Regions from separate parts of the Gossypium hirsutum genome. Here region 2 is linked to region 1. The links are chromatin contacts, called in public Hi-C maps. All regions are on one chromosome and are shown on one strand. Each heading gives the region's core, a stretch centred on a gene start, on an enhancer-like site or on the middle of the called end of the contact. The rest is flanking DNA. Distances are from core to core; before and after follow the strand shown.

Region 1 (6,103 bases), core at 2,894-5,393:
ATACGGGCTTTCTTTTCCTTACTGCCATCACTTACAAAGGAATGCTTTCTTGAGAAGTCCAAAATGGTGTGTGCTGGAACAAGAGGCAAGAACCCTCTCAACTCAAAGTCCTCCCACAAGGCAAGACGGTTTTCGGTTTCTCCTTCATACCTGCTCATATTGAAAAAGCAGGTCTCATCTTCATCATCATCAATGCACATCGGTCTAATTGACAAGATCTTATTCAGAAATGATATGCAATGTTTCCAGAAATGTGATCTAGTAATTGACTGTTTCTCATCCACCGCAGAGCTAGCCGCTGCAACATCCGGGCAGCAAGCTAGCCATTCAACAAAAACCAGAATAGCAGGTAAAGTGTAGCTTGAAGAAACATCCTGGAGCTGAGAACATCTCTCTACTACATGTCCCATCAACTCAAAAACGGCAGTGAATGCATTTTGAAGTAGAGCGGCACGCTGTACAATCTCAGCATACGTTTGACCTTCATTCTCCCTCTTTAGATTGTGAACTGTAAATATGAGAACGGAAACCAGCCTAACAAAGAGAAGTGAATTCTCAGCAGCATCAGTGCCAAAATTCGGCTCCTCTTCTGGCCCAGAAGAGAGAAGCTCACATAAATCATGAGACACTAGAGTAAGAACATCTGCAAAAGTCTCCAGGCTGCACAAAGTTCGTTCCAGTAAGGACACAACCCTAGAAAACTTGGTCAACAACAAAAGATAATAAGTTTGAGAAAACATACCTTGTGCGTGTAAAAAGAATACCATTTAGACGCACAAATCGAATGGAAAATAACTTAAAAGCATCCTGGACACGGGATACTTTCTCCTTAGCAGTGCTTAATTCCATATTGGAATCTTTGGATGCAAGTTTTGCTTCAACTTTCACCCTACCTTTTCCTGATAACCGCAGACCATGCTCCTTGACCAGTGGAGTCTTGACATCACCAGGAAGTTGTGAAAAGTTAAGGCGGTTCTGCAAACAAAAATGCATCCATTCAATACAATTTCCATAGTCATATACATGTTCTAGTACTAGCATATAAATAATAAACCCACCCAAACCCAGTTTTCAAGTTGGTAACAGTAATATAAATGATAAATCACTCTCTTATGAGCTAAAAGTAGCACATTCCAAAAGCTGGATTACCATGTCAAAAATTGGCTGCAAGCTCAAAGAACTCAGAATGTCTTTGACCAAACAGTTAAAAGTCCTCCAGAAACTCCAAATGAAAAAAAAAGGTAACAGTTTTAACATTATGTCATACTGTAGCTTCTGCAAAACTATGCATATAGCTTATGTAAGACAAGACATAACATGATTTCTTCTGTTAAAAGATTTGAAAATATTCTGTATGAGCAGTCCACGATACCCCATTTCTATCTTCATAAGTTAAGTAATTAACTACTAAACCTAGAAAGGATGGATCACAAATTTCTTCCCATTAGACCGAATAGTAGCCATCTGTTATAATAAGAATCAACAATTTTGCAGAAAATCACCAAAGATGGTTTAAGTTTTGCAATTATCTACATGTAGAACCACCAAGTACACATAGGAAGATAACACACACATCAAACTGTTACAGGAAGCAAGCTACTTGATGTCCTAGTTAGCTATAACCTATTAACAATAATATATCCCGATGACCACGTGGTAAAGACGTTGATAACTGAAATAAGAGAATAAACAAACTCATTTGTCAGAATAAGAACTAAAATTTGTACTTAACCTTTTCAAATGCTACAATCAAGTTATCCCTTGCAGTTAAAAAGGGGTTATCCACGGCCAAACTCCGAAAATATCGATAAACAGCCAAAAGCTCATCTCCTGAATAGGATGCCAATATAGCTAGCTGAAATAAGGAGATAATTACCAGCATAAAGAGTCAGAATATTGTTGAATAGTAGAAATTCACAGCAAGAGCAAAAGAGATTACTGGGCATAAGAGTAAGGATACTCTATTAACAGGGAGAGAGGAGGGGGGGGCAAACCTGATGATGTGGATTCCCACTTGATTGCCAAATTGATGCAGCATGCAAATAGTAACTTGAAGCTGCAACAAACTCACGTGATTTAGAGTCTCCATCTCCATATAATCCTTTGTACCGTGCTAGGTCTCCCAAGTATATCAAACAACGGTGACAAGATACCAAACCCTTTTTAATGTCAGCAGATTTCTTCCCATTTTTGTCCATAACAGTTCGCCTTTCTGAATCATCAGAAAAGTACCCAAATGGAAGTCCATACTTTGCTCTGATTTTCAAAATCAGATCATGATAAAATCCTGTTGCCTCAGAAAGGAATGTCTTAAACTGCAATCGTATTTTTGTAAGCCGGTCAGGTCGTTGAGGAACTTTCACACCTTGAGGTGCATTTGATCCTGCAGAAGCTAGGACAGCACTATAATGTGCTCTTAGCTCTTCAATCCGCTTGTAATGTAACTGCCACAATGCATATTCAATACTGTGCTGCTCAGAAAAAGCATGGTCCTCAAGAATTATTGCCTCATAGTTCTCGCGCATCTGCTGCCAGGCATTGGGGTCTGAAGATACTCGTGCCTGAGCTGATCTCCGACGGTTATTTTCCAGCTCTATATTCTGAAAAGTATAAAATATTAACTTCTGGGATCAGAAACTCAAAGGGGACCTCATTTTGGAAAGAAAAAAGAAACCTTCTCATAAAGACGCTGTGTGCGCTCCCTGGATGAAGGAGAAGACATTTTATCCATCTGCACTATCATCATCCATTCCTCAAAATGAATCCAATCTGCAGATGCACGCACCATCAGCAACACAAACAAGGCCATTTATGACTGGCTTAAGCCAAGTTAATCGATTACTAAGGGACTGGTAGAAAAGAATGTGATCATAGAAGTAATGAATCATTTCTATATTAATTAAACTGCAACAAGCTCAAAATAAGAATAGAAGAAACCTTATAGCCAGATTATCAGACAATCATAGTTCAAATTTCTAACACTCAAGATATCAAACAGAAGTCAATTGCAGTACCCATCTCAAATGAAAAGATATATTTATAAAACCACTCGGTTAATTCAAAAACCTATAACTAGAAGCACAATTGCCAAAATCATCAAAGACTCTGGACTGATCTCTCATTCAACATAACAATGCTCTAAAAGGCATGATTAAAATCTCTAATCCAGGATGGCTTCCTCGAATGTAGCCTTCCAAGCGTATTCAGCCCTCAAATGGCAGCTTCATTCGCCTCAAAACACCCACAAACTTAATCTTTCCAAAACCATGTTTTGTTTATCATCTCTTGATCACTTCAACAATATTTGAAAATTATAGCCAAACCTCTAAAAAATATAATAACAAAGCTTCTTCCAACAGACACCAAACCCAGACATTGTTAAATTTTTTGCAAAGAATTAATAGAGTGAAACATTTGTACATAAATTAATGAATAAAGAAGAGTAATATTTGCAGAGATTTTATTTTAAGAAGGATCAAGTAACTATTAAAAGGAGAAATAAGAAACTCAAAAAGCAAAGTCTTCCAAACAATAAAATTCCCGCTTGGTCACCGAGAAAGCGACGGAAAATCACCCACCTCTCTTATCATCTCAAATGTTCCGGACGTATATTTGCCCAGTTTCTCTAAAATTTTATTTTAAAAAATCAAAGAGAAAGGAAAGATAAGAAAAGAAATAGTTCTTTAGATTGTATTACATTTACACATTCAGGTTTTTCTTTCTTTTCAATTATTTCTGAAAAAGAAAATAATAAAATGTATTAATCACAAAAAGAATATTGATGTCATAACCAAACAAATAAAGAAAAAGGGAAAGGAGACATCATCTGAACCGAAGATAACAACAAAATAATTCAAACAATTGCATTACATCAATCAATTCCGCAAATTCAAGAGAAAATTAAATTAAATTAAAAACATTAAACAGAAAAGAAAGAAGGAACTAACCTGAGGTGGATCAGATCTGAAAATAAACCTCGAAATAAATCATCGGAAAGCGACGAATTAGAAAGAAATAATGAAGAATTGGTTAGGGTTTGGTTTAGCTTTGGGAGATGGAGAAAGGAAGGTGATTCAGTTTTGGTCTAATTAGGGGATGTGTAAGAATTTCAATTTCAATATACGAACGTTAAGTCGTTAATAATAATAAAATAAAGGTAGTTGTTATTCGTCATATATTTTAAACTTTTCTAAAAAAAATAAACTAATAAAATTAAATGTTTTTAGTAAAAACTAAATTTATTAAAGAATTTGTTTAATAATAAATTAAAAATAAAATATATAATTAATTTTTACATTTTCAAATTTTAAAATAGAAAAAGAGTTAAAAGTTTATACATATTAAATTTATCTTTTTCTGAAAAATGAATTTTTATTATATTAATTTTAAATTTATAATAAATTAAAAATATTAATATAATATAATATAATATGCAAAAAAATACATGAAATTTAATATAATACAATCATATTAATAATAGAGTATTTTAGGGATAATAATTCCTTAAGGTCTTAAGATCATGGATAAATATTTTATTGATTGTTAGTGAATTATTTATAAATAAATATTAATAACTTTATTTAATATAAATTTTAATATTTTAATATTTAATATATATTTTAAACTGTAGAAGTTTAAATTCAAAATCCGAGAAAAATATAATAATTTTAATTAATATTTAATTATATTTAAATAAAGTTAGACTTGATAAATAATTTGGCACTTGAGTTTGGTACTTTTTTTTAATATGGTATGTGTGCTTTTCAAGTCTAACGCGGTTCACTTATTTGACAAAAGCTATACATTTTGGTACCTAAATGTAATAATGTTAACTTTTTAGCGTTTAATCCGAATTTTATAGATGATTTGATGAAAATTTATAATTAACTAATAATATTAACAACTAGCTTTCATAACACTAAATTAAGCCATAAACACAAATTAAACATAAAATTAAATAATTTTACAATTAATACTAAATTTATTCTATTAATAAAATCATGAAAAATTCAAATCTAACAATATTAGCAATTAACTTTTATCAAATCAATTCTAAAACCTGAATTAAACACTAAAAAGTTAACGATGTTACCTTTGGATATTAAAATATATAACTTTTATCAAATACAAATACCAGGTTGGACAAAAAAACAACACATGTATCACACTAAAAAAAAGTGTCAAACTTAAGTACCAAATGATATATTAAACCATAAAGTTATTGGTATTTATTTATAAATCCTCTACTACTTTTTTTACTCAATGATGATATATTATATTATTATTTACTATTGACAATGCATAAAAGTTGTATACCTGATCAAATATTATTTCTTATTTTAATAGATGTCAATTTTTTTGTGTTTACAATATTTTCAAGTTATAACCTATTTAGTTTTTGGTGATTACAATTTATTTTTAATTTTGTTGATTAATTATTTTGAATTTTGAACTTAGATAAAAATACCAAACAATTTTATTTAAGTCCAACACAATCTCTAACATGTTATGATTTTTTATACATATTATAAATAGTAATGATCTATCACATGCATGAACCTTGATTTTTGGAACAAGAAGGTTAACTATTGCACCTTATGATTTACTTGTATGTATCATTACTCTCACCTCGAGACACTGGAATTATGTTTTGAAGCTTGATCCTGTTGACGTTAAAATTTAGCTATTGACTTGCATGTCTTGAGGCATGGGATTTATGTCTTGAGACATTAGACTCATTGAAGTTAAATTTTAACTACTAAAATGTCTCAAGACCTAAGTGCAAGGAATTAAAATTTAAGCCTCAAACTACACTAAAACTCGACCAACTAATGACATAATAATGCAAACACTTGAAGAAGTCAAAACCATCCATTCATGAAGAGATTACCATATATGCAATCCCATTACACAACATACTAAAATAAATAGCAAGACATGCTTAAAACTCATGATTCATACTAATGCTTCAATACCAATACATTCATTCAACCATCACTCATATCAAACTCATCTTAATACCAAATCATACTTTCAAAACTTTTTAAGTATCATGAAACCAATGTATATATAACATAATTTAAATAACTTAAACTCCTAAATA
Region 2 (5,738 bases), core at 3,198-5,697, 150 kb before region 1:
CTGGAATAGTACTATGCAAATTCTTCTATAAATGTCTCATTTTACTACAATTAGGGCTGCCATACACAAAGGTTACCAAAAAGGGTTGTCTAAAAGAGGTACCAGAAACTTTGACTAACATAAATTGAGAATGATTTTTGAGGACCCTCACACGAATGGACCCCCCTCCAACCAACCAACCACTAGAAAACCCAACTGCCTTCACACGATCAGAACAATGAAAGTTTGCGATAACCGAATCAGCTTTACCTCCACTGTCCCTTATTTCAATAAGGCAAGTCAAATCTGGCTTATGATCTCGATTATATTCACAAAAAACCCAAATGAACTTCAAACTAGCACAACATTGATAATTCTAAGAAAAAATAATAAATTCATAAATATAAAAAATAAAGGTACAATGACTAACCAATCAAAGAGTAACAGAGTATTCAACTCGCCTTCATTTGTAACACCTCAAACCTGGCCTAGAAGTTAGGGTCGAATCTGGTGTGTCACATTGAAGTATTTTTCTAAAACCATGTTTTCATTAAAAACCCTTCTTGCATTTAAAAATTTGTATAAAATCTCAGTTTGCATTTGTTTATTTTCTATCGAGGTTTATTAAAAAGTTATTACCTTCAAAACCTTATTGTTGCGGAAGCTTAATTTAAAGCAAATGATTTACAAAAATGTGATATTTAAAAATTGAGGTGCGAAAAAGTAATGTTAGAAAATAGTTATGATTTTGGAAAACCGTGTTCTACTTCTAGCAGATATAAATCACAATCACATCAAATCCCAAATTTAAAATCCAGAAATTATAGAGGCCTTATAACAACCGAATCAAAATCAAATTGCTTAAGTAAATGAGCAAAATAGAATAAAACAGGTGCAGTTGTGTGGCCCTCTCTGAGTCCCTCACAGCTCCGAACCGTCTAACACTAGGGATTACCTGAAAGGTTAAAAACGGGGTGAGTTTACGAAAACTCAGTGTGTAATCCCCTTATTAAAGAAACAGAATCAGTCTAGGCCTGAGCCCTTAACAGTAACAGTATCAGTGTGGGCCTTAGCCCAATACGATAACAGTGGTAACTGGCCTTAGCCCCCATCTGCCTCAGTTGGGCCTGAGCCCAAATCAAATGGCACATATCACATATATCTAGGCCTAAGCCCATCTCAATATCAAAATTAGTATATGCAATGCATAAATACCTATACCAACCATGCACTCCATCTCCTGTCTAACCCTACACTCCTGTGGGGATTAAATCGACCTACCCATCCCTATACTCCTTATGTAGCACCGGTTGCGACACTAACCAATATTGCAGTAGAGCTGCCAATCACATAATTAGCTAAAAGCCATCGGTGGGTCCACAGTCGTCTTATGCGACCTGTATGACCCTCACATATTAATCACTTCCTCCAATACAAGATCCCAACCCCATGCAGTATGTCGTGTATGCAATATGTCATGTCATAGATCATACGTGTATACAATATGTCATACTCAGTAACAGTCATATAAATATCATAAAGTAAAATGGTCAAACATAGCATAAGGTCATAACAGTCATTTCATCTCCTAGGGGTATAACGGTTATTTTACCCTATAGGGGTATTTTGGTAATTTTACCCATCGATGGTATTTTGGTTATTTTACCCTTTAGGGGTATTTCGATAATTTTACCCATCAAGGGTATTTCAGTAATTTTACGATGTTATTTTTATAATTTTACTTATCAGGGGTATTTCGGTAATTTTACCCATTAGGTATTTCGATAATTTTATCCATCGAGGGTATTTTATTCATTCTACCCTATAGGAGTATTTCGATCATTTAACAACCTTTCTGAAGGTCTACAGTCGCCTCATGCGACACGGATAACCTAAATGGTCATAATTGTGTAAATGGGCCCAAGGCCCATATTCGGCCCAAGTGGGCCCACACGCTCGTGTGGTCCATTTAGCCCAAATTCAGTCATGACTATGCAAACTACATAACTCAGTCCAGTATTTGTCACTTAACGTGGATTTTATCTATGTAGGGCACATGAGCCTATTGGGCCCACACGACCTATTTAAGCCCAACGAGGCCCATAACGGCCTGAGAGCATGAGAACGCTCGTGGTGGCCTCTATATTCTAACACCATGTTTCGTGGGCTCGCTTCACCACATCAATGTTCGCACGCCCATGTGGCCTCAATCGTCATATTTTTTATTTTTCGATTTTTCGACTTTTGTCGATTAACAGAAGAGACAGTGTGATTGCACACCTTTCACGAAAGCTAGCGAAACACCTATTGACACCAACTTACATTAATTTGAATATTCGGTCAGCCCTTTAATAACCAATATTTTCAAGTACTTAAACCACACTTAAACAATCATCATCTACCATGATTATAAGAAATATGGCCTACTCTTCTAAGATTATTGGCCAAGGCACGATTCCACGTTCTTGATGGTTATCTACTCAAGCAGCGATTTTTATCAAATGGACATGTTACTCGAATATGATTTAAGAAAAATCCAACACCAAAATCACACGGCCTACCAACCAACTTACCCCAACGATCAAACGGTTGGTGAAGGGAAGATTTGGAATGCCTACACACACTAGAGAATCTTCTTTTCTCTTCTCGAGATTTTAACACCCGAAAATGATGATGATGAAATCGGTTAGAAAAACTTAGGTATATTCGGCCAAGCACAATAGAGAAAGGATGGTAACTGAAAGTACACAAAAGAGCCTTGAAGAAATAGGTTGGGATGGGGAGAGTGGGAAGCAGAGAAGAAGAAGATGGTAAGTAGGTTCGGCTTTGAAAAAAAATAGAAGAATAGAGGGAAGAGAGAAGATAAGTTCATGTGGCACTGTTAGGAGAGTAGAGAAAACATAATATGGTGTTCGACAGAGAAAGAAAAATGAGACAAAAAGAAAGTTACCTATTTGGAAAATGTAGAAATGGAGGAAATAACAGCAATTTTGATCACAAAGCTAGACACGAAATCACAAAAGAGGGGAAAACAGGAAAATTCAGTACTTAGGAAAACCAAGACTAGTTGACGCAACACCCAAAAACTCGAAACTGGCACAACAACAATATCCCAAAAATGCTCTCAAATTGCTAAAAATCACACAAAAGAGACTCCTATCCAAAATTTGCATACACAAGCTTCCCCAATCGGCTACAACTCTCCCTAATTTGAATTCCTTGATTTTCTCCCTAATCTCCTCCTTGATTTGCTCCACAATTCCATCCAAGACCAATTCAAAATTCACCTTACAGAGTTCGAAACCACCTCAAACTCTTGCCGCCTCATACTAGCAATATAATTATCCTTTTTACTTGCAATAAGATTCAAACCCAAGCCATCCTCAATAGCTTAACACACTATTTGCCTCCTTGCTACAAGCTCTTTTGTGACACATTTTATCTTCAAATAATTAAAAGGTCTAAAGGCCAAAGTCCAGGTTCTTTTAAAAGAAAAACCAAAATAAATTGCAAGAGCCATGACTTGAACCCAGGCTCCCTTACAACCTTAATGACGCCACAACCACTAAACCACATGCTTTCTTATGACATTTTTTTAACACAATAATTTAAAAGGCCTACATCTAAACATCCAGAGTTTTATCCTCTTAAAACCAAAATTTTTGCTAAAGCCCATGTTTGAACCCAGAACTTTTCCAACTCTTCTCAGGACCCTTAACCACTAAAGCAGACACACTTTTGTGCACAGATTCCTCACCGTTCCCTTACTGAAGGCCCAATACTTCTAGGCGTAAATTCCAGGGCGTTACATCATTAGCGGTGGCCCTATTGGTGAAAGTTTCCACTTGTTCACCTATAAGCTTTGCCATAGAATTCATGGTGTCTGAAAGCGAAACCCGCGGACATCCGACAATTTTAAAATGTCCCCCACGTCTACGAATTGTTTTATTTAACATTCTTCCATTACGCCCACTCTTTTTTTTTGTTATCTAACCCATGTCCTCTAAACAAAACATTTAAATTATTAAAGGCCCCTAATCCTTCATTTACCACAGTTGCCTTCGAATTGTACTCTGAATATTCCTTGAAAATTACAGCTGAATATTGATTGGAGTCCAGAAACTTAGGATTTACATCCACCACCGATTCAAGATAACCTTCGAATGTAGGATTAAAATGTAGAGATGAATGTTTATTTTAAAAAACAATTTCGGGACCCATTTGGACAGTGTGCTCTATGCTCCCTAAAATTTCCATATTCTGTTTTGCTACAAGAATTAATTGGAATCCATTTGATTTTGACCTTGTATCTTTCCCCAAAACAAGCCTGTCTCATGCCAGGTCATGGCCCAAGTCCAACAATTTTTGTTCAACACCCGAATACGCTAGTCCACTGGTCTTTTTAGCAGGCCCAATAGTTACACCTTGACCCAATATCCCCTTACTTGTATTACCTTCAACCGGCAACCCAGAACTTGACCCAAACCTTTTTGATTTTATTTTCTTGATAAAATATCCCTGCTTAAATCCAATCTCCTGAAACCCCAATTTTTCAGCCCCCAAATCCATCGATTATTTGTCAAGCGAATTTAACGCTGCAAATCTAAAGTCGACCAGATTTTCTTCCAAAAATTTTGGCTGATGATTCTGTTTTCCAGCCTGGTTGCACCTTGATTTGCGCTTGACGACCATCCATGGACCGAAAGCGTCTCTCATTGCCGTCGGATCAACTTCATTATTCATCACTGTAGGTGAGTCCTCCTTGCCACCGTGTATGATTTGGTCTGTCAAAGAAGAAGAACATGAACTTTTTGGATGGTCATATTTGCCACAAGAAAAACATATAGTGGGTAGGGCTTCAAACTCCACTTGTTGCACCCTGCCATTGATCAAGACTTGCGAGGTAAGTGGTTTTCCCAGATCTATCTACACAACCATTCTTGCAAACTGTCCCCTTGATTCACTATCGATTTTGAGATCTAATTTTTTATACAGAAATCCCAGCAAACCCAGGAAGTGGATCCAGGCTATTACCACGCTAGGAAAGGGTCTCAACGGGTCAAAATCAACCGTCCATGGCTAAACGGTGATATAGTGTACAAACACTATCCAAGGGCTTTGAGTCAGAGCCAAGTTATAATCTTTCCTGCTTTGGAATCAAACAAGGTAATAACCATTCTTGACATCCATCAGGCGAAAAGGTTTAGAGGGCCTCCAAAGGCTTGAAATGTGATTATGCAAAACTCCGTAACTAATGTTGCGTCCCAACAATTTGATGACAACGGTAGTTTCCATATCCTTAACCAAAAACTTTCTTAACCTTTCCAAGAAATCAATGACGAGGATTCCATTGATGGATGATTGAAGAATATTGCCATCTTTAATTTCAAGATCCGCATCGGTGACCCCATTACAAGATTCAGAACCTTTCCCTTCCAAAAGCTTCTCTTTCCAAGAAACTCCACTCACTGGGGTTGAGTCCACCATCATGAATTCTGATGGATCCCCTCCCACCTCCTTAAACTAGACTTTTTTGGTGTTACGATATCGGTGCCAATTTCGTCACCAATCTGGTCATCAGACAAAACTTCAGCATCGGTCATCATGAAAAATTAAGTTCAAATGATTTTATATATGATAATATTTGTTCAATTTTAATATTATAAATTGATGCATATTGAGTTTTGGAAGCATTCTCTTTTAATTTATTTTAAATAAACAGATTTTGGGCTAAACTAGGCTTATATACCATTTATTTT

The links. Hi-C and Micro-C count contacts between places; a contact is called where the count stands out from the background.
Region 2: a contact with region 1 is called in a Hi-C map of hypocotyl, with 1.9 times the contacts expected there. The contact joins the promoter of LOC107954327 here to the promoter of LOC107954331 in region 1. A contact is called at or near these places in 6 of 34 Hi-C or Micro-C datasets (anther, hypocotyl, leaf and 1 more).

The regions. Positions count from the first base shown.
Region 1 is chrD07:18,393,392-18,399,494 of Gossypium_hirsutum_v2.1, reverse strand. It overlaps LOC107954331 (protein SMG7), which reads right to left and starts at 4,143. Exons shown (of 8, transcript XM_016889865.2): 1 at 3,948-4,143; 2 at 2,675-2,769; 3 at 1,995-2,600; 4 at 1,733-1,855; 5 at 743-975; 6 at 1-660. The coding sequence starts at 2,746.
Region 2 is chrD07:18,539,146-18,544,883 of Gossypium_hirsutum_v2.1, reverse strand. LOC107954327 reads left to right here and starts at 4,447. Exons shown (of 2, transcript XM_016889860.2): 1 at 4,447-4,882; 2 at 4,975-5,669. The coding sequence starts at 4,754. The coding sequence ends at 5,205.